Linked DNA regions of Xenopus laevis: region 1 is linked to region 2. Evidence: chromatin contacts called from public Hi-C data. All regions are on one chromosome and are shown on one strand. Each heading gives the region's core, a stretch centred on a gene start, on an enhancer-like site or on the middle of the called end of the contact. The rest is flanking DNA. Distances are from core to core; before and after follow the strand shown. Region 1 holds the start of commd1.L (copper metabolism domain containing 1 L homeolog). Region 2 holds the start of LOC108716591.

Region 1 (5,230 bases), core at 1,395-3,894, 200 kb after region 2:
CTGAGATGATACAAGGCTTGCCTTAATAACAGTGTGCACAAAATGGCTGCTGCCTGCTTGCTATAATTTTGAAATCCCAGACTGAAGGAAACAAGATTTTTATAATTTATATAGTGTAATTAAAGTTCATTTTGCTTGGCTAATGTGATAAAATAGGATTTTGAATAATTTTTTTTGGTGACGGGTCCCCTTTAACTGCCTGAATGGATACTGCCTACATGGGCTAACAGCACTGCTGCTGCTACTGTCCTGAATTTTGGCAAGTGGGTGAACAGGTAAAACTGCCAGTACTGCCTCCAAATAATTAAGGGTGGCTTCAGGCATTTCCCTGCCAGCTAAAATACACTATGGAAAAACTGACCCATGTAACGTTAGCCTTAATTAGCCTGCACAGTAAAGGAGATAGATATAGATATAGATATATATACACACACACACACACACACAGTACGCACATGTAAATATTGATACACTAGCTTCTATAAAGAATAACTCCAGATTCTAAATACATTATACAATGAAGGGTAGTGGGAACTTTAGCCCCATATACAATAAATACACCGAGAGCCAATGATTCATGACATCCCAGAGCCCCTTACCATGGCATGGCAAAAAATCAGGTTTCCTGAAGGAATATTTTAGCATTGTAGAGATCAAAATGAAGTCAGAAATCTTTTGCAAAGCTAAGTGCTCCCTAGCCAACCTAGTAGTAGACACGAGATAGCACCCAAGCAGGAACCGCTTTACTATTGCATGACCGGGGTCGTACTGAAGTACAATGAGTAGGAAAAAAAACAGCAGTCCCTTCCTGAAGTGCTGACTACTTCTTGAAGCTCAGAATCAGGCTCAATGCACTGAAATGGCTCCCTCTACACCAATACCACAAATAAAAAATATACATTTCTTGGTTGAAGAATAGAATTTTACATGGTATAGTGACTTATTTGCAATGTAAACAGTGTAATTTACAATAACAGCTAAGGGTCAGTTTCAAAAGAAGACACCTGCAATCTTCTTGGGTCAAATTGATATGTTCAACCCGATAATGAAATCTGCTGATGCATCTTGTAGGTAGGAGCCTGGTACTATAAAAACACAAGTAAAAGGAGCCAAAGCTCAGCCCATATGGTACAATAGTATTTGGCCAACTGCGTGTATGACCAACTATACAGTATCCCTCGGTTTGGCCTGCAGATGGATTGGAAGACAATGCATTGAAAAGTAGCCCAGTGTATGGCCACCTAAACTATTTATGATGTTGGTGAAAAAGTCATAAAGGCCCATAATAAAGGTTGAATTTTAGTGGTATTGCCGCTTTTTAAAACGACAAACTCAATTTCTCTAAAACCATGAAAGCCATTAAAGTTATTAAAAGATTGGAATATAAAAAGAATGATTAAAAAAAAGCGGATCAATGCCCTAAAAAAATACAGAAAAAAGCTGCTACCCAGGGCAAAGGCCCCTAACTTTTTACTTACCCCTCGGTGCAGATTCAGGGATCGAGTTCACGGCAGCCATCTTCTGGGTCTTTGTGTCTTCTTCAGGCGTTTCAGCAATTACCGTCAATGTTGGCACATGCGCAATTGTCGCATGCTGGGAAATTGCTCCAACTGCGCATTCGCAGCCACACCGGTCTCGTTGTCAGATTACCGAAGACCCGGAAGATGGCTGCTGTGAACTCCGATCCCTGAATCTGCACGAGGGGTAAGTAAAAAGTCAGGGGCATTTGCCAGGGGTAGGCTGGGGGGGGGGGGTGTGGCCGGGGGTCTATGTGGGGTAGGGTTTTTTTAATATGGGGTTTGTATCTCTTTTAAGATATTGGTGAAACCCAGTAATTCCAACATGCAATAGCCTTACAACATATTACTGGGCACCACCCAAAGGTCTAATGGTTTAACCCTTTTACCAATATTTACTGAATTTGGTATATAAATGAGGGCCTTGTGGGGCCCCTATACCTCCTGCAAAGTAGATTCTGATAGAATTTAGTATATAACATTGTTACAGAAAAGTGTTATCAATATGGATGATAATGAACATTAATAGCTGGATACTCCCCTCCCCCAGCTCAATGAGAGCAAAGCATTACCTTAAGAAGACCTCTCATTTTCTCCAGCAAGGCCCTGAACTGGTCTGCCGGTAAATTAGGGTACAGCTCACTCTTCAACAACTCCTCGGTGATGTCTGCGTTGCCATAGTAACTACTCTGAGCGATGCCATTCAGCAGTCCTGTCAAACGCTTGGCGCCCTCTGCATCTGCCATGGTCAGCTCCTACCTTTCACGTGACCCAAAAGAAAAATAGTTCTCACGTGACACTACGGACGTCGTGATTGGCTGTTCTGCAAAATTCCGCCGTACATTCCCAATTAGCTCTGAGAAAAAAATAAACCTGACAATAAAATAAAGAATACACACTTTAAAGTAACAGATGATATCTTGACCCTACACAGCCTCTTCTGCTGCTGCTGCTGCTACTACTACTAGTTTACTCACAGTTTTCGTCCCGGTAGAGCCGTATGGGGATTAAATAAACTTGGAGGAAGTTCAAACTTCGCCTACTAATCCAAGTGCCCAACAGTCTCGCTTTAACTAAACAAACACAGCCGCTAGTTTCAGACCTCTACTGTCACCTGAAAGCTTTCTCCTCCTCTCCCACAGAAAATCGCGATACCGTAAACTCTCATCACGCGAGACTGGAGTCAAGACTGCGTTTAAACGCAGGGACTGAGTTGCTTTGTCACAGAGATTCTACCTCTTGCATTTTGTAAGAGAGGGAATAAAAGACATAGATGTGCAGTGAAAAAAAGTAATACAAAATAAATGAATATGTGTGAAAATTCTAATTTTTTCCATGAAGTAAAATGGGACAGATTCATACCTCCCAACTGTCCCTTTTTCGGAGGGACAGTCCCTCTTTTGACAGCTCAACCACGCAGTCCCTCATTTGTCCTGGATTTGTCCCTCTTTTCTCTGCACTGAACAGCCAGAAAAAGAAAAAGTTTCTCACTTAATTGGCTTTTAGCAGAGAGCCCAGAACAGCTAACAGGTGCAAATAAGATACTTTGTAACAATTTTGAGACACATAAATACAGTTTTTTATAAGGAGAAATATTTTCAAACTTTCATGACCTGCCAAATTTTGTAAAACAAACATGGTAATTAGGGGGTGTGGCCACAGAAAGGGGTGTGGTCAAAAAATTGCTACATGTGGCCACAGAAAGGGATGTGGTCAAAAAATTGCTACATGCAGGAAAAAAATTTTGTCCCTCTTTTTACTTCCAAAATGTTTGGAGGTATGGATTAGCCCATCACAGAGCAGGCCCAGGAGGTATAGGGGTCCCATAGGCCCTAATACATATACCATTTCAAATAATAAATATTGGTGAAACGGGTCAACCTATATATATATATTTTGGTGGCCAGAAGATTTTTGATCTAAAATTGTCTGAAATTGAGGAAAGTCATTGGAAAATGTGAGAATGGGATGGGAGACTGAGGTACAAAGCCCAAAATCTGGTAACTCCTGACTTCTACACAAAACAGTCCCATTGCATGCTGGGTATTGTAGTCTTACATTTAACTTGGCAGTGGGGAAATTGTTACACAAAAACTATATTACCTTACATGCACTGGGTCTGGGAGACGTAGGCTTGGCAAATAAGGGCAAGAAAAAACTTTGGCTGGTTTCCAAAGTACAAACCAGCCAAAGGCCTAAAAAGTAGCCCAGATCCGTACCTTGGCTAGTTTGTACTTTCAAAACCAGCCTGGGCTTTAAATCAGTAGCTCTATTTGGATGGAAAACTTCCAACTTGGCAACACTGCAGAGAACTAAGAAAATACCTTATCCTGGTTATAATACACAAAAGCCATGAATATCTTGTAAATTATATTCTTATAAGCGGTGAGTTCTGATGTCATCAGTTATAAACGGTGAGTTCTGATGTCATTTCTGTCACATGACTCACTGAAACGTGTGTATTATAATAAATAAAGTACCCCCAGTTGCAAAATATGAGGATATTAGAAGTTACCTCGGAGTTCCATGACCTTTATAAAAACACTCGGCCTTCGGCCTCGTGTTTTTATATGGTCATGAAACTCCTCGGTAACTTATAATATCCTTATATTTTACAAGAGGGGGTACTTTATTCACTATATAAACAGTGCCTGGGGCCCTCAGAGACTCTTGTCCCAATTTGATCAAATAGGAAACTAGGTAGGCCAGGTGGAATTAAAGGGTTTTGCCACTTTTCGATCTCGATATTCTGAAATAATTTGCATTTGGTTTTCAGTATTTGCGTTTTTTTGTGTTATTTAGCTTTTTATTTAGCAGTTCTCCAGTTTGCGACATTAGCAGTCTGGTTGCTAGGGTCCAAATTTCCCTAGCAACCATGCATTGATTTGAATAAGACCATGCATTGATTTGAATAAGAGACTGCAACATGAATAGGAGAGGATCTGCATAGAAAGATGAGTAATAAAAAGTAAAAATAACAGAATATGTGTAGCCTTACAGAGCATTTGTTTTTTAAAGGGGTTGTTCACATTTGGGTTAGTATGATACAGAGCAGTGGTCCCCATTGGATCGCAAGTAACATGTTGCTCATCAACCCTTTGGATGTTGTTGCTCCCAGTGGCCTCAAAGCAGGAGCTTATTTTTTTAATTCCTGGCTTGGAGACAAGTTTTAGTTGCATAGAAACCAGGTGTACTGCCAAACAAAACCTCCTGTAGGTTGCCAGTCAACACAGGGGCCATCAAATAGCCAATCACAGCCTTTATTTGGCACCTGGGGAACTTTTTGCATGCCTGTGTTGCTCCCCACCCCAACTCTTTTTATTTTTTAATGTAGCTCACTGGTAAAAAAAAAAAAAAAGAAAAAGGTTGGGGACCCCTGCTATAGAGAGTGATATTCTGAGACAATTTGCAATTGGTTTACATTTTTTATTATTTGTAGTTTTTAAGTTCTTTAGCTTTTTATTCAGCACCTCTCCTGTTTGCAATGTCAGCAGTTTGGTTGCTAGGTTCCAAATTACCATAGCAATCATGAATTGATTTGAATAAGAGACTGGAAAATTAGCAGGAGAGGGCCCGAATAGAAAGAGGAGTAATAAAAAGTAGCAATAACAAAAAATGTGTAGCCTTACAGAGCATTTGTTTTTAGATAGGGTCAGTAAACCCCTTGTGAAAGCTGGAGAGTGTCAGAAGAAGAAGGCAAATAATTAAAAAAA
Region 2 (5,110 bases), core at 1,145-3,644:
GAAGTTTTTTGTACTTCGAAATTCGACCCTTGATAAATCTGCCCCTAAGTGTTTTTAATTTTGTGTATTTTTATGGATATGGTCCAACACTACTCACAAGGGCTGTTTGTAGTGAATCTTGTGTAATAGGGCAGCGTATATATTTTTTAAGTATTTTAAATTAAAGGTTATGTTTTAATATACTTAAATGTGCTCATGAGCTGAACTGGTTATCTGGAGGTTACGCTGAGGCTGCAGCATTGGCAACATTGTATGTGACTTCAGAAGGCGTTAATTGCTACTTGCTTGTTACAGCAGCTTCTGACACAGTAAGGTCTCTTACTGACGAGCGGTTGAAGCTGCGCTCCCCTGTGTTCCGTTTTTCTGCGTTCAGCCGCAGGGGAGCGCAGAAAGACACATTTAGCTTTTTTCAATGGGGCTGTACTCACACAGGCGCGTGTAGGTGCTGAACGCAGGTTGAGACGCAACATGCTGCATTTTTCCTGCGTTCGTCGCCTACACGCGCCTGTGTAAGTACAGCCCCATTGAAAAAAGCTAAATGTGTCTATTTCTGCGCTCCCCTGCGGCTAACCGCAGAAAAACGAAATGCAGGGGAGCGCAGCTTCAACTGCTCATCAGTAAGAGCCCTAACAGAATTCGTATGCTCTCATTTTGTTGAAAAATAAAAAACAGAAACATTCACATTTTAATCCTTTAAAATCCCACCCACATTTGTTTCAGTCTAAAGGCTGCTTTATGTCTTTTCCCAACCAAATGACCTGAAATCAACAAATACTGCTCTGGTTGGACATTCTGTCTTTTCTTTAAATGTAAAAAATATTAAGATGTAGATTTTTTCTATGTTAATGTAGAACAGTGAACTTGAAAGGACTTTGTTTGTTTGATCCATTCTTCTTGCTTCATCAGAGCAAATTAGGACAAATGTAGAAGTTTATATAATGTACCCATCACCAGTTTAGCCTTACTTAATGAACTGCACTTGTTGCTGTGGATGACCAGGCGACAGGGGGTTAAATCAGGGCGACACCCAAAATATGTGGGCAACAACCACAGGTAACCAAGCTCCCATTCAGAGGCACAATAACACACATGCAGAATCTGTGTTTTCACATGATAAAATACGCACAGAAACAAGCAGATTGGCTAATTCTGAGCAACTTTTCAATTAGCCTTCATTTGTTTTCCTTTTTATAGTCTTCCAGCATTCGAATGGGGGTCACTGACCCCAACATCTAAAATAGAAATGCTATGTAAGGATACAAATCTATTCTAATCAGGCCCTCTCCTGTTCATATTCAAGTCTCTTATTCAAACCATTGCTTGGTTGCTAGAGTAATGTGCACCCTAACAACCAAATAGCTTCTGAAATTCCCAACTGGAGAGCTGCTGGAAATAAAGCTAAATTAATTAAAACAATTAAGATCAATTGCAAATTGTCTCAGAATATAATTCTCTATACTAAATCCGCTTTAATGGAATATAAGGGAAGGGGGCAGAATTAAAGTGGTGTAGAGAGTGATATTTTGAGATAATTTGCAATTGTTTTTCATTTTTTATTATTTGCCTTTTTATTCAGCAGCTCTCCAGTTTGGAATGTCAGCAATCTGGCTGCTAGGGTCCTTATTACCCTAGCAACCATGCATTGATCTGAAGAAGAGACAGGAATATGAATAGGAGAGGACCTGAATAGAAAGATGAGTAATAAAAATTAGCAATAAAAATAAATGTGCAGCCTTACAGAGCATTTGTTTTTTAAATGGGGTCAATGACCCCCATTTGAAAGCTGGACAGAGTCAGAAGAAGAAGGCAAATCATTCAAAAACTATAAAAGATAAATAATACAGACAAATTGAAATGTTGCTTAGAATTAGGGGTTATATAACATACTAAAAGTAAACTTGAAGGTGAAGCACCCCTTTAAAGTACTGCATAATGTTTTGTGTGCCCCTGATGTCAACTCCAGGTTTAAATGTGTGTGCATGTGAGTTAAATGAGAATTTAAATTCAGAAGAGTTACTGAAATCAAACTTGGAATCCACATAGCGGTATAGGAATATAAATCCATTATATGGATCTGTAATCTGCAATACATATGAACTGGAATTATCCAAACAACTCACCAAGTTCCTATAGTATGACACAGCTTGGTGGTTTTGTACACTCATCACTTTAAAACTGGCAGTTGTATCAATTGCACATGCTGCATGGCTGCTGAGTAATGAGATGCATACTGCTGACTGCACAGCTTCCGAGCAGCCATGCACTAGATATGTGAACTGATTAGAAGCCAGACAATATCAAATCAGAAAATAGTTACCAATGAAACATGGAATGCAAGAAATCAGTAGCAGGAGAACACACACTTGAACCTTGGCAGATCTCTGCAGTTTTAGCAGAAAAGGTAATTTATGCAAATCAAACTGTGTGGACAACTTAAAGGGGCACTGTGTGCAGGCTTTGTAATGGCATCTGCATGTAGACTGTAATGCCCTTCTCACACACATATCATATCTTTTAGACTGTAAGCTCTAAGGAGCAGGATCCTCCTGTATCAGTCAGTATTTCTATATTATACAGAAGTGACAGATAATATTCTCTTTAATAAATGTTATCGCTGTTCTTATTGCAGACACCAGGAGGCAGACTTATCAAGGGTCGAATTTCGAAGTGTAAAAAACTTTCGAAATTCGACCAGCGAATGGCATTACTTCGATATTCGAAGTCGAAGTTTTTTTTATCGAGTTTGGCCATATTCTGTCAAAGTAAAATCGCTCGATCGTACGATGAAATCCTTCGAATCTAATGATTTAATCGATCGATAGAACGATTTTACTTCGACTTCTAAAAACTTCTAGGTTCTAGGAGGTCCCCATAGGCTAACATAGCAATTCGGCAGGTTTAAGGTGGCGAAGTGTCGAAGTCGAACTTTTTTTAAAGAGACAGTACTTCGATTTTCAAAGTCAAACTTTTTTACTTCGAATAGTCGAAGTCAAAGTCGAATTTAGGCCTATTCGATGGTTGAAGTACCCAAAAATTAGTTTGAAATTCGAAGTTTTTAAATTCGAAAAATTTACTTAGACCCTTAGTAAATGTGCCTCCAGGTGTCTCCCTAACGACACGTTTTTAAGAAACATTACATGCAATTGCACGCTCTGCAATTATATCTTTAGATGGTTAAATAATTCAAATTTTAAAAATGCACACAGACGTTATTCTTCTTTATACATATGCCGCTTGCAAAACACCCCTCTCATGAAAGAGTTTTGTTCATCTTTACATGAACTTTTTATATGATGTAACACGTGATATTGTGAGACAATTTGCAGCTGGTTTTCATTTTTTATTATTTGTGGGTTTTGAGTTATTAAGCTTTATATTCAGCAGCTCTCCAGTTTGCAGTTTCCGCAATGTGATTGCTAGGGTCCAAGTTACCCTAGCAACCAGGCACTGATTTGAAGACACAGGAATATGAATAGGAAAGGGCATAAATAGAAAGGTGAGTAATAAAAAGTAGCAATAACAATAAATGTGTAGCCTTACAGAGCATTTGCTTTTTAGATGGGGTCAGTGACCCCATCAGTAATTAAAAACTATTTAAAAAACTGCAGACCAATTGAAAAGTTGCTTAGAAAGAGCTATTCTATAAAAAAATTTGCGTTAACTTAAAGGCGAAGAACCCCTTTAACGGTATAAATGAAAAGGAGCTTGTGATTATTTTGTTTAATGTAAACCAAAAAAAGAAACTAATGATCTGACTGGACTAATGTTGGGGATCTGTCCCAGCATAGCCTTTGTGCTGAGTCACATGGGAAACGTTCAGATTACAGCACGCTGCAATTTTGCTATTTTTATAATTGAATGTACTGCAGCCAAGTTTTCTTGACAATTGTCATAGGTGGCCCTGCTTTCAGTGCAGCTTGTTTGGGATGCATACTGTATATGTTGCCTGGCGTTCCCTTGAACAGGTGTTGCAATTACTTCTAACGGAAATGTTTACTAGTTTGTGTGGTTCATGAGTCATTAACGGCTGAAGTGGAAAAAATGGAATGAAATAACTGTATAAATGAAATCACGAAACATAATACACTGATGCACATGCGGTAATTTTAGTGATTGACTTTGCTACAGACTACAGGCACACGCTGCGATATGGGGAGATTAGTCGCCTGGCGACAAATCTCCTTTTCTTCGGGGCAACTAATCTCCCACGAAATGCCTCCCCTGCCCTCCCACCGGCTATAATAAGAATCGCCTCATGAGGAAAGTTTGGGTGACTTCGGAAAACGAAGAGCTCCGAGTGCCATCCCGCCGGTTATTTTCATTCTAGCCGACGGGAAGGCAGGGGAGGAAGTTTGGGGGAAATTAGTCGCCCGGCGACAAATCTCCTCTTCTTTCCTGAATCGCAGCATGAGTCTCTGCCCAGGTAAAGACACATGAAGTGAATTTCCAAAATTCATACTCCAGCAAAGCCCCGAAATCTCCTCCATGTGTGTGCAAACAAGGCACATAAGGTAGAAGATAGGAGCAGAAGGGCAATAGTCTGTGGCCTATGTATGAAGCTTAATTGCACTGCACACACTGGACAGATTCCAGCCTGAAAATGTATGAGAATGCACATTTTCTAAAGCGTCTGGCAGTTTCCATCAGAGTCATTGATTGGCAGCAAGTGCAGTTTCAGGTTAATATTTCACCGGTGTGACTGATGAAAAAAGGCCACAGGAGCAGGAATTCGGATTGCAGAATTTATTTCAGTGTATTACTCCTATTTATATCCTTGAAGGAATGACCAGTTCTAAGCGTTCATTTTCATTTGGCCTTAATTTTTTTTATTTAATTATTTGCCTTCTTCTTCTGACTCTTTCCAGCTTTCAAATGGAGTTCACTGACTGCATCTAAAATAATGCATGGTTGCTAGGGTAATTTGGACCCTAGCAACCAGATTGCTGAATTTGCAAACTGGAGAGCTGCTGAATGAAAAGCTAAATTACTCAAAAACCACGAATAATAAAAAATGAAAACCAATTGCAAAATGTCTCAGAATATCACTCTCTACAGTATACTAAAAGTTAATTTAAAGGTGAACAACCCTTTTCAAGCATGTGGCAAACTG

The links. Hi-C and Micro-C count contacts between places; a contact is called where the count stands out from the background.
Region 1: a contact with region 2 is called in a Hi-C map of the XL177 cell line, with 4 times the contacts expected there. The contact joins the promoter of commd1.L here to the promoter of LOC108716591 in region 2. A contact is called at or near these places in 2 of 4 Hi-C or Micro-C datasets (the XL177 cell line and animal cap).

What each region holds. Positions count from the first base shown.
Region 1 is chr5L:32,268,889-32,274,118 of Xenopus_laevis_v10.1, forward strand. It overlaps commd1.L (copper metabolism domain containing 1 L homeolog), which reads right to left and starts at 2,645. Exons shown (of 4, transcript NM_001095984.1): 1 at 2,495-2,645; 2 at 2,090-2,390. The coding sequence starts at 2,263.
Region 2 is chr5L:32,071,749-32,076,858 of Xenopus_laevis_v10.1, forward strand. LOC108716591 reads right to left here and starts at 2,395. Exons shown (of 11, transcript XM_018262835.2): 1 at 2,318-2,395.